2 separate regions of the Mus musculus genome follow, and region 2 is linked to region 1. A link is a contact called in public promoter capture Hi-C data. All regions are on one chromosome and are shown on one strand. The core of a region is the stretch at or near the end of the contact, and the rest is flanking DNA. Distances in the headings are between cores, read along the strand shown.

Evidence for each region. Capture Hi-C pulls out chosen DNA fragments and counts their contacts.
Region 2: a contact with region 1 is called in a promoter capture Hi-C map of pancreatic islet. The contact joins the promoter of Celf3 here to the promoter of Them4 in region 1. A contact is called at or near these places in 5 of 39 promoter capture datasets (cranial neural crest, embryonic stem cells, liver and 2 more), 2 of 484 Hi-C or Micro-C datasets (embryonic stem cells and nephron progenitors), 1 of 115 datasets of contacts at active chromatin or transcription factors (pancreatic cancer cells) and 2 of 9 other capture datasets (liver and pancreatic islet).

The regions. Positions count from the first base shown.
Region 1 is chr3:94,307,742-94,313,116 of GRCm38.p6, forward strand. Them4 (thioesterase superfamily member 4) reads left to right here and starts at 2,391. Exons shown (of 6, transcript NM_029431.1): 1 at 2,391-2,547. The coding sequence starts at 2,476. Gm36010 (a long non-coding RNA gene) reads right to left here and starts at 2,312. Exons shown (of 4, transcript XR_867460.2): 1 at 2,131-2,312. It also overlaps the pseudogene Gm52664.
Region 2 is chr3:94,475,382-94,480,756 of GRCm38.p6, forward strand. Celf3 (CUGBP, Elav-like family member 3) reads left to right here and starts at 3,085. Exons shown (of 13, transcript NM_001357784.1): 1 at 3,085-3,870; 2 at 4,887-4,969. The coding sequence starts at 3,726. It also overlaps a transcript of Riiad1 not described here.

The sequences.
Region 1 (5,375 bases), core at 1,141-3,640:
GTGCAAGTTTACCCACGTTGTTGCAATAAGTTTTCTTTTCATAATTCTTTATTACATTTGTTTACTTATTTACTTGATAGTGTGTGTATGCACACATTACTGCATACATGTTCAGAATATGTTTGGAGGTCAGACAACAAATTGAAGGAGTCCCTTCTCTTATTTTACCATGTAGATCATGGGAATTGGACTCAGGTCATCAGGCTTGGTGGCAAGATATACATATGCAGATATAAAATTTTTTGATTATTGGGTCTGAAGAGAGTAAGTTGGAAGACTTTGTGCTACAAGTATTAGTATGATACTAATGATGATAAAAGGATGATAAACACACACATGCACACAGTCTCATGTATCTCAGAATGGCCTCAAATTCAACAGTGGCTGAGAATGACATTGGACTCCTGATCCTCCTGTCTGACTTCGAAGATTTTAAGTAAACCTGCCATACACATCAACAGCTTCCATCTTCTTCCATCTGCTTCTCAAATCACTGCCCGATCTCCATTTTGTTCCTCTAACTTATTCATTCTCTCTGTTATTTCTACTTCCTAGGATATCTCAAATTCCAGAAACAGTGAGCCCTGAAGGCTTGCACCCTATAATGGGAACTGGAATTAACTCACAGAGCTAATGATTTCCCAATTGCAATCGGGACCTTGAAAGATGAAATCTAAGACAAGGAGCCACCCGACCAGATCCTAAAATTGCTACAAGTTTCTGGGCTAACAACTTACATACCTACCCCAACCACAATTTGGTTCTTACCCTGTACAATCTTGCAGCTATCCCTAGCCCCTGGAGGCAGTTCTCAGGATGTCATTAGACCACTGTCTTTCTGACCTTAGAAACTCAAAAATAAAGTCCCTAATCCCTTTCCTATTGTACTCTCGCTGTTGTCTAGAATTGTGGTATGTAACCAACTCTATTCCTTCATGTCAGGCACCTCTAGCTCTAGCCTCCAACAAAAGAGAAAGCTTTCAGATAAAAATGGGTGTCTTGGCCAGGCGTGGTGGCACACGCCTTTAATCCCAGCACTTGGGAGGCAGAGGCAGTTGAATTTCTGAGTTCGAGGCCAGTCTGGTCTACAGAGTGAGTTTCAGGACAGCCAGAGCTACATAGAAAAACCCTGCCTCGAAAAACAAAACACAAAAAACAAAAAACAAACAAAAAAAGGGTGTCTTAGGTAAAAGACAGAAGAACTTGAAGGCATATAAGACTCACTGTGAAACAGAGTAGAGAACAACTATTATTATTGTTATTTGACTTTATTTATATGGGTGTTTTGTCTGTGCACCACATGCATGCCTGGTGCCCACAGAAACCAAAAGAAAGAGAGGGTATCCAATCCCCTGGAACTGGAATTGCAAACAGCTGTGAGCTGCCATGTGGGCGCTCAGATTCTAACCATTGCTTTTAAACTTACGAACCATATCTCCAACTCAATGCAGATTTCTCTTCCTTTCTTTGTTTTTGTTTTGCTTTTTGTTGTTTGGTTTGGTTAGGTTTTTGAGATAAGGTATCATTATGTTGTCTTAGCTGGTTTGAACCACCCACCTCTGCCCCTAAGTGCTAGAATTAAATGCTTTATGACACCACTATCCAAATATTAGACTATCCACAACTCCTTCTATTAGTTTTTCATTTCCTTTGTAATTATCATTTTAAAACTAGTCAATCACAACAAACGCCGGGCAATTGGGGTCAGGGGAGCGTGGGGCAGTCACCACCTGTCCCCTGTGTGCTTGCTAACTGTAGTTGGATCTTGGTGCACCCTTTGACAAAAATAATTGCTTTGCTTCTGTATTCCTTTGTGGGACACTGAGATTCTTCTGTTCCCAGCACAGAAAGAACAAATCAGTGAATCAACGGATAGTCTTTAAACTAACAGGCTCCCATTAGACAGTTTGGGCTAACTCTATCGAGCCAGACCAAGAGCAATTTCTTTGATAGAGACGGTTCTTACTAGAGTAAAAGTTGATATACATTTTCAGTACACAGACACATATGCGCGCGTGCGGAGAGAAGGGGCACCTGAAGAGTGTACCTGTTAAATAGTAGAGACTGACAGAGTTTTAAATGTATGTGCACGTGTTCTACACCCAGAAGACCAACACCATCAACCCGCACCTAGTGGTTATCCACTCCTTGTGTGTGCTCCTGTTCGGCCGAGATGATGAGTCTTTCGCTGGCTGGAGCGTTAAACTGCCTGTGAACAAGGAACTAAACTAGGCTGTCTCGCTGCGCCAGTGCAGTAACCGTGGCTGAGAGCCGGACGCAAAATCTCCCGGAACCAAAAGCGGGTGTAGAGGATTCGGTCCGCCCGGATTCGGAGAGGCGCCAGCACTGTGGGCGGCGCGCGGCTCCGCCCTCCACCCGCCCGCCTCCACAGTTAATAGCCCAGAGTCGGCGTGTGGATAGTGTGGCTCTTTCTGGAACAGAGCAGAGAGCAGCGTCCTGCCCTCGGCTTGAGCAATGCTGAGAAACTGCGCTATGCGCCTGCGCACTCTTGGGGCCACGCCTGCGAGGCGGCCAGGAGCAGCTAGGGTGAGTCCCGGGACGCTTGCTTTCGTGGGGCGAGAAGGGGAGACAGCACGACCGAGACTAAGCTAACACCTGCCCCTGGCTGTGACGGGGCTCTTGGGCTCTTCTGCCCTGAGATTCGAATCGGGAGGAGCCGGAAGGGAAAGTGACTCAAGGTTGAACTAGGTCTGCAGGGATGGGATCGCCACTACTAAGACTGAGATAATAAGAAAGGATAAGCAAGGTCACCCAGAAAACTGTGAAAGAGCCATTATTGACCCCTGGAGAAGACCATTTATCCTTAGCAGGGATCTAATCCTGATAGACTCTGATTCGTTATAACCAATTCAGGAAGAAGTAGACTTCTGATTGTCAGATAATTACTCCCTCTCTAGCCCGTTTTCATCATCTTAGAGGATGTTATGAGACTAAATGAGATAATGCAAGGGAAGCATTTAGCATACCTGGAATGTAAATCTTAAATGTTGCCTGTCCATATTTTTATCCCTGCCTTTGTTCTATTGATGTAGTCAATACTTGTTGAGCTCCAACTCACGCCCGCGTGTGTGTCCGTGTGTACTGAAAATGTATATCGACAGTAAGAACTGTCTCTATCAAAGAAATTGCTCTTGGACTGGCTCGATAGAGTTAGCCCAAACTGTCTAATGGGAGCCTGTTAGTTTAAAGACTATCATATATGTCAGGTGTGATTGGCCACTGACGATAGGTCGTATTATAGTTAGCTAAGGGGAAAAAACGTTCCGCCCAAGAAATTTACGGGTTTAATTTGGGAGAATGGGATCAGTTTGCCAAATCAAATGTTTGTATACAATGTGTTGTAATAAAGAACGACAGCTGACAGGGAACAGCTCTGTATTGAGAAATGAAAAAGAACTTTGATTATTAGGGGAGTGGCATCTCTCTCAAGCTATTGCAGCTTCCTGCTAGACAATAAGAGGGCTGGAGGCCCTGGGTGATAGACACACACACACAATTTTAAAATAATGATGAATGTTGATGTATTGACATCAGCCAGGTACCATCTTGCCGATTAGAAAAGAAAATGATTCGTGCTAGTCTTACAACAACAAATATGAATTAGTTTAATTACATGTTGGAGCCTGGCAGTCTGTGCTGAGCTGAGAACATTACAGCATTAGTATTTGCAGGCCTTTTTTTTTTTTTCATCATGCTGCTTTTGATTTAGTAACGTATCTTAAAAGGAGGCAGAAAAAGTCATAACTTATTTTACAAGTACAAGTCCAACTTCCATAAATGTATAACTAAAGATCAAGCATGACCTTTCCCCTGCTGAGAACAAAGGGTAATGATTATCCCTACAACTTGTCCTTTATTCATAGCCTGTGCTATGAATTTACAAGTGCATTCACCACAAGTAGCGCTTAGACCTCGCCTCTTTGAACTGAAAGTTGAGTTTCTTTTATTTCCCACAACACTGTGGTGTCCAGAAGGTAGCTCGGCATGGCTCCAACTGAAATTAGTAGCTTCACTCCCATTCTCTGCCATCTGCACGTTCACACTAGCAAGCATCTTTTACTTCTAACCTTGCCATCCAAACCACAAGTCTGGAATCATCCAAGACTCCTCTGCTTCCTCTTTCCTGGGGTTAGTAACTCCCATTTCCCTGGGTTCTAGCACTGAGTGTCACTTGAACCTTCTCTTCTTGTTCCTCTGTACCTAGTTCGGCTCTGGGCTATAGCTAGCCCAGATTTTTATCAGTCTTTGCTACTTTTGCTTTTTTCTCACTATTTTAACTCATCCTTTGCACTTGGTGAAACTTTGTAAAAACCAATGCTGTTACTGTGCTGAAGGCTCTTTATGGGAATTGAGCATTTCAACACACCAACTTCATGATTCTTACATGATTGCCCTTTATAAAAAGAAAAAAAAAAAGAGCTAGGCAGTGGTAGTGCATGTCTTTATGCCCAGCACTCATGAGGCAGAGGCAGGAGGATCTATATGACCTCAAGGTCTATAGAAGAAGTTCCAGGACAGCCAGAGCCACACAGGGAAACCCTGTCTCAAGAAACAATTAAAAACAAAGAAAAAGCAAAAACAAAACAAAAACAGAAAAGAAGGAAAAAACTTAATTTATTTTTTATGTGTGTTGCCTCTCGTATGTCTGTGGCAGTGCCTATAAAGGCCAGATGAGGGTGTTGAATCCCCCTGAGATAGAGTTATGGACAGTTGTACAGCCTTGGGAGTGCTGGAAATGACCCTGCATGCTCTGGAAGAACAACCAGTGCTGTTAACCACTGAGCCATCTCTCCAGCCCCATGATTGTCTCTTTATGTAGCTTCATCCTAAGTAAAAACACTTTTACTGTAACAAGTGTGATGTGCTACTCATGTTCTTCTGGGTTACATAACTATATATAATGTACTTTATTATTACTGTAATTATATATTATGTTACTTATAATATTTAAAGCATACGTCTATCTTTGTCCTTGTGCTACCTAAAATCACCTTTCACACTGATTTTTTAAAAACCATTAACCTAGAAGGTTACATTCAAGACCTGAGTTGTGATCCTTCTTCTGAATTGTCAGCTGTGTCTGGCTACACCTCTTTTCTCTGCACTTTCCATGTGTGAAGGCTGAGATCCTAGCAGTCCTCCAGTATGTCTGTAGCTATTTCATTCTCCGGGCCTTTGCTTAGAGTAGCCTTTAGTACTCCCTTTCATGAACTTTGGCTGCAAGAAATCAGTCTGGGTTTTTTGATGATGTGTGTTGTTTAAGTATTCCATGAGATCGCTTCTCGGCCTTTTGGCTAAGATCAAGTGAAGTATTCCATGAGAGCACTTGTATCCATATCTATGTATAGTTATAT
Region 2 (5,375 bases), core at 1,835-4,334, 170 kb after region 1:
AAGAAGAAGAAGAGGAGGAGGAGGAGGAAGAGGAGGAGGAGGAGGAAGAGGAGGAGGAGGAGGAATAGGAGGAGGAGGAGGAGGAAGAGGAAGAGGAAGAGGAAGAGGAAGAGGAAGAGGAAGAGGAAGAAGATAGCAATGTAAAATCAATAACCTGTTGGGGGCTTGTTGTCTTTCTATGTAGCCCTGGCTGTGGTGGAACTTGCTATGTAGACCAGGCTGGCCTGGAACAGAGATTGCCTGCCTCTACCTTCCAAGAGCTGGAATTAAAGGGATGTGCTACCATTCTTAACCCTATTTTTATATGTATAGGTGTCTTCCTGCATGTATATTTGGGTATCATGTATGTGTATTGCTGTGGAGGCCAGGAAAGGGCCTAAGGTCTCCTGGAACTGGAGTTACATGTGATTGTTAGTTGTGATATAGGTGCTGGGAATTGAACCTGGGTCCTCTGAAAGAGCAGCCAGTGGTCTTAACTGCTGAGCCATCTCTCCAGCACCTTAAAGTCAGTAATTTTTTTTAATACATAGCAACTTAGCTTTGGCTGAAGAGTAATAGGAAAGAGTGAGCTTTGGAAAAATCCCCTGGGGGAATTACAGCCTGAAGCCTCCTTTCCCCAGAAAGAGGGTCCCAAGGATGGGCTTCTGAGTCACAGAGCTCCTTAGTCGTTACCTCACAGAGCTGCCATCCCCTCAGAGTGACAGAACTTCAGAGACATACCCATAGCCACTCAGCTAGGAGAGTCTCCGGAGTACCCTCTACCCTCTCTCAGACCGTACCAATATAGACTGGACACTAAGCAAAGGATTGAAAATTCTTTGCTGACTCTAGCTCTCTCCAAGTTGCTGCCTGGGAAAAGGAACAAGAGGGGTTCATTGAAATTCATTTTTGTGAATGTTTAATATTTCGATTAATGTGATTAGGCTCGAGCCTGAATGGGCAGCAGGGCGGCAGATCTGCTGAGAAGACACAGGGTAATGAGATCAGTGGGCCTGTCAGCGGGGTCTCCCACATTCACAGGGCGTGATCTGTTTAGCGTCTCCATAAATGTCAAGATCAGATTAGAAGGCAAGAATGGAGAAGTGGGGGTGGGGCAGGTGAATGGAAAGTTACTGTGGAGAATTACAGCTTTCAACTTCCTGGTCCCCTGGCACTCCCATGGCATCTCCAGGCCACTCAGTGTGGAGTCTCCTATGACCTCACCCTCCCAACACATTTTAGGGCACCCTACTGGGAGGGCCTGAGCATCTGCATGATGAAGTGTAACCAAGGCTCTGCACATACATTCACTTCACTCACATATATATTTATATACACCTCACCGAATCTAGCTTCAGGCTACAGAGAGCCAGATTAAAGGAGTCAGAAGCAGTCAGTAGGGAACAGGGCAGTAGCAGGAAGCACAAAGTCTTCCTCAATGTTTCAGTGAGCACAGAGGTAAAGAAAGGCCAGGTTCACATCAGTTCATTCCTGCAAGGCTGGGTGTGGGCATTCAGTGCCTGACCTCAGGCCCCACCTTGCCCAGGCTGGAATCTTACGAAGGTGTTTCTAGCTGTGTGATCTTGGCGAGTTATTTAATCACTCTGTGTCTTAGTTTCTTGATCCATATCATAAAGGGTGGTCTAGCACATTTGGGACAATCCCTAGGATGTGGCAGTGTTATTTCAGTTTCAGAGGAGGAACCTGCTTGCTGTGATAACTCAGGAATGGAGGCCTCTGGGATGCATCTGGGAGTCTCAGAGACAGCTGCTCCACCCTGGGCAGAAGGGGAAGCAGGGTGTTCTATGGAAGCTGCCAGTGGAGAATGGATGGATGGTGAGCCAGGATTGCTATCACAGAGAGCTGATGCCAACAGACACATGGGGCAGGTATGGGGCTGGAGCACAGAGGGCCAACCTGGAACATACAACCAGGTTTAGAAGTATAACTGTTTTGGAGAAAAATAGTTTCTATTTTTTTTTTTTTTTTTTTTTTGCCTCCTTTCATCTGACTCTGAGATCTACTCTAGGAACCCAACCAAAGGAAGCAAAGGAAGGAGAAATGGGGTACTTTGCCCTCAAGGGGAGCCTGGCATCTGTGCCTGTTCCCACAGAAGGAATCAAGATTCTCTACTTGTCACAGGTTCTTTACATTTGATAAGCACCTACTATGTGTAAGCAAGACATCATGCTAGACGCTGTGTGCAGTCTTGGTCTACAAGGATAATACGAGAGCTGCCACCAGCCGCTGCCTCCCTGCCCAAGCACTCATACACACAACACCCCCAGAGAGAAGGAAGGGGGTGTCTGAAAATGCCAGACTGCTATAGCTTCCCTTGTTTCTTTTTCTGGAAAAGTATGCAGACTCTCTCTGCACTCACTCCCACCAGCTCTCTCCTTTTCCACACCCGTTCAAATTTTTTTACTCTCCATCTCACTTTTGCTGTTTTCCTCCTAGACCCTGTGGCTGCTTCCTTCCTCATCTACACCTCCCTGTCTGCCCTTCAACCTGCCTGACTGATCTTTCTCATTTCTTTTCCTTGTTTCCTTCCTTGGGTTCTCACTCTCAGACTCCCCAAAGGCCAGGCTGCCCTCTCCTCACCGCCCCCCCCCCCCCTCCCAGCTTCCATCTCCCGGGTCTGCTCTTCCTCTTCCAGCACCGGGGACAGCTCCAACCCCCGGAACAATGGACCCCACCCTAGGGCTCCTCTATAAATTCTCCATCTTCGTCTCTTGCCCAACTCCTGATTGGGGAGTAAGATGGGGGAAGGGTTGTTATCAAGACCAGCTGCTCTTCTGGGGCAGAAAGGGAGTCAGGGAGGATAGAGATAGAAAGAGGGCGTGGCTCTTGCCCGGGTTGTGCGTCTCTCTCCAGGGTAGAGAATTTGTATTCCACCCCTGAGACTGACATCACTGATGTCAGGGGAAAGGAGGTGGGAGTGGGGAGGGGGGGTGTGGAGGGGGGGGAGGTTTTTGTTGAGGAGAGCGCGGCCGGAGAGCAGAGCTCCGGGACCCAGGTGACCGGGAAAGCAGGCAGCCCTAGTGTCGGGAGTAGCCGGCAACAGCCCAGGCCGGGGAACCATACAGGGTGGGGGTGGGAGGGGGGGGTCTAGGGAGAACCTGAAGGGGACAGGGCAGAAGGGACCCCCGAAGCCCTGCCGCCATCAGAGATCAAGCATTTGGCATCAGGGATCTTCGGACCCAGCAGAAGGATCAGCCACAGGGAGGTGTCTTCCCTAGGAAGCCAACGAGAGAGTCACCTGCCCCACATCAGGAGCAGGGACCCCCTCATGACGCTGCTGGCAACCATAGCAGTCCCCTAGCCCCTCAGCCTCTTTCCTATCGCCCTCTTCTGACTTTACCCCATCTCCTTTGGCATCTGTGCCTTTGCTCCCGCCCTCTGAGCTCCACCGTTCCAGCTACCACCCAAACGCCCCAGGGTTTGGTCACCCTGACCCTCAGCCTGGGATATTTGCCAGATCTCTGGGAGGGAGATCCTTTGCTTGGGCTATGCCCCTGGTGGCCTGACACTGTCTGCCTAGACCCCTGACCCCTAGCCCTCAACTCCCCAGGCCTCCTTTGTGTGAAGAGCCCTCCTCTGCTCAGCAGTGTGGTTGGGGGCCAAAGGAAAAGCTGGCCCTGCTGGGCCCCTGGGCCCTACCACCTGCCTCCTGGTTGGGCAGCTTCCCTTGTCTTTGGTCCTCTCCCTGCTCCCCCACCCCCGGCCCCTCCTCCTGGGCCGCCCCAATGAAGGAGCCAGATGCCATCAAGCTGTTTGTGGGGCAGATCCCGAGGCATCTGGAGGAAAAGGACCTGAAGCCCATCTTCGAGCAGTTTGGTCGGATCTTCGAGCTGACTGTCATCAAGGACAAGTACACCGGGCTGCACAAGGGTGAGGGGTCAGGCCAGGCTGGAGAGGAGGCACTGAGTGGCCTGCTAGGCAAGAAGGATGGAGGAGGCTGGGGGGATGGAGTGGCTGGAAAGGGCTGATTTGGAAGCAGAGTCCAGGGGCTGAAGGACTGGATAAAGGAACTAAGTGAGAACTCAGCTGAGAGACAGGGACCATAAGGTGAAAAACTAAGGGGAACTCTGCACGAGATGGAGGAGGGCGTTGGTGGCATGGGATGAACAGAAGGATGAGAAGGACAAGTTTTAGGAGATGATCAAGACTGACAATGTGAGAAGCCCCAGATAATGTTGGGATGGCTGGTCAGGTGTGTTTAACCTAGAAAGAGTGGCCACAGTCAAACCAGGGCAACCCAGGACTAAGATGAAGGAGCCGGGGAGAGGAGCATGGACAAGAGAGACTGGTTTTAGAAAGTTATTAGGAAGAGGTTCCTGAGGTCTCTCCAAGCGCTGTGCTGCTAAGCAGAGCTGGCTTGGATCAGCACTTGGAGAGCTCCAAGCTCCGGGGACCCAGGGCCACAAGACTTCCTGAAATCTTTGGGTTCTGGGGAAAAAGCACTTCCGGCTGTCGCTTCCTTCTCCGCGCACTCTGCGCACCTGTCTCTTGTGAAGTCTAGGAGATTCGAGAAGTAGGGAAAATGGAAGAGAGGGTGATGATGGTCAAGATGGGACGGGGGCGGGGAGGTGAGGGAGAAAAGGGAAAAGAGAGCGAGCAAGAGCGCGCGCACACTACTACTTGTTTGGAGATCACAGCTCTTTCTGTCCCCAGTTCCATCAACAGAGCAAATGCTCTCCCACGTCTCTCACCTCCAGGTCTCTGACCCAGAGATAGGGTATAATTTTTAAACCTCTGGATAAATGCCTCCTCCCTCCCCAGCCAAGCAGGTAGAGATGTCCAGAAGGGGAAAATCGCTCCTCCAGGTCCTTGGTCTGGCAGGGAAGCCCCTTAGGAAGGGGAACATGAGGACTCACCTGACACTGTCTCTCTGCCTGTGTCCTCAGGATGTGCTTTCCTGACGTACTGTGCTCGCGATTCAGCCCTGAAGGCCCAGAGTGCCCTGCACGAACAGAAGACTCTCCCAGGGGTGAGTTCTATGCTCAGCACGGTCAGCCCCCACCTTCCCCCCCCCCCCAATAGCCTTAGGAGTGGCTTCGGACCCATCGCCCTCCTAGGACACCGAGCTATTTTCCACCTCTTCATCACTGAAGTCCCTGTAAGCATCCCTTTCCCTCCGTAGAGGTGTGAAACAGGAATGATTGGTGGAGTGACCTTTTCTGAGGAGCGCATGCTCCTCCCCCACGCCCCAGTGTGTCCCCAGGCCATGCAAGAGGGAAGACTTAGCTGTATGGGAGGAAGGTAGAGTAGACGGGTCACCTGTGTCAGATGGAGCACGGGGCACCCAGGCGCTCTTTTGTGGTGCTAAGACAGGCTGGGCTGTGAGATGGGGGAGGGGCGCTGCTGCCCTGAGAACCAGCAGCTGGGCCTGCTGG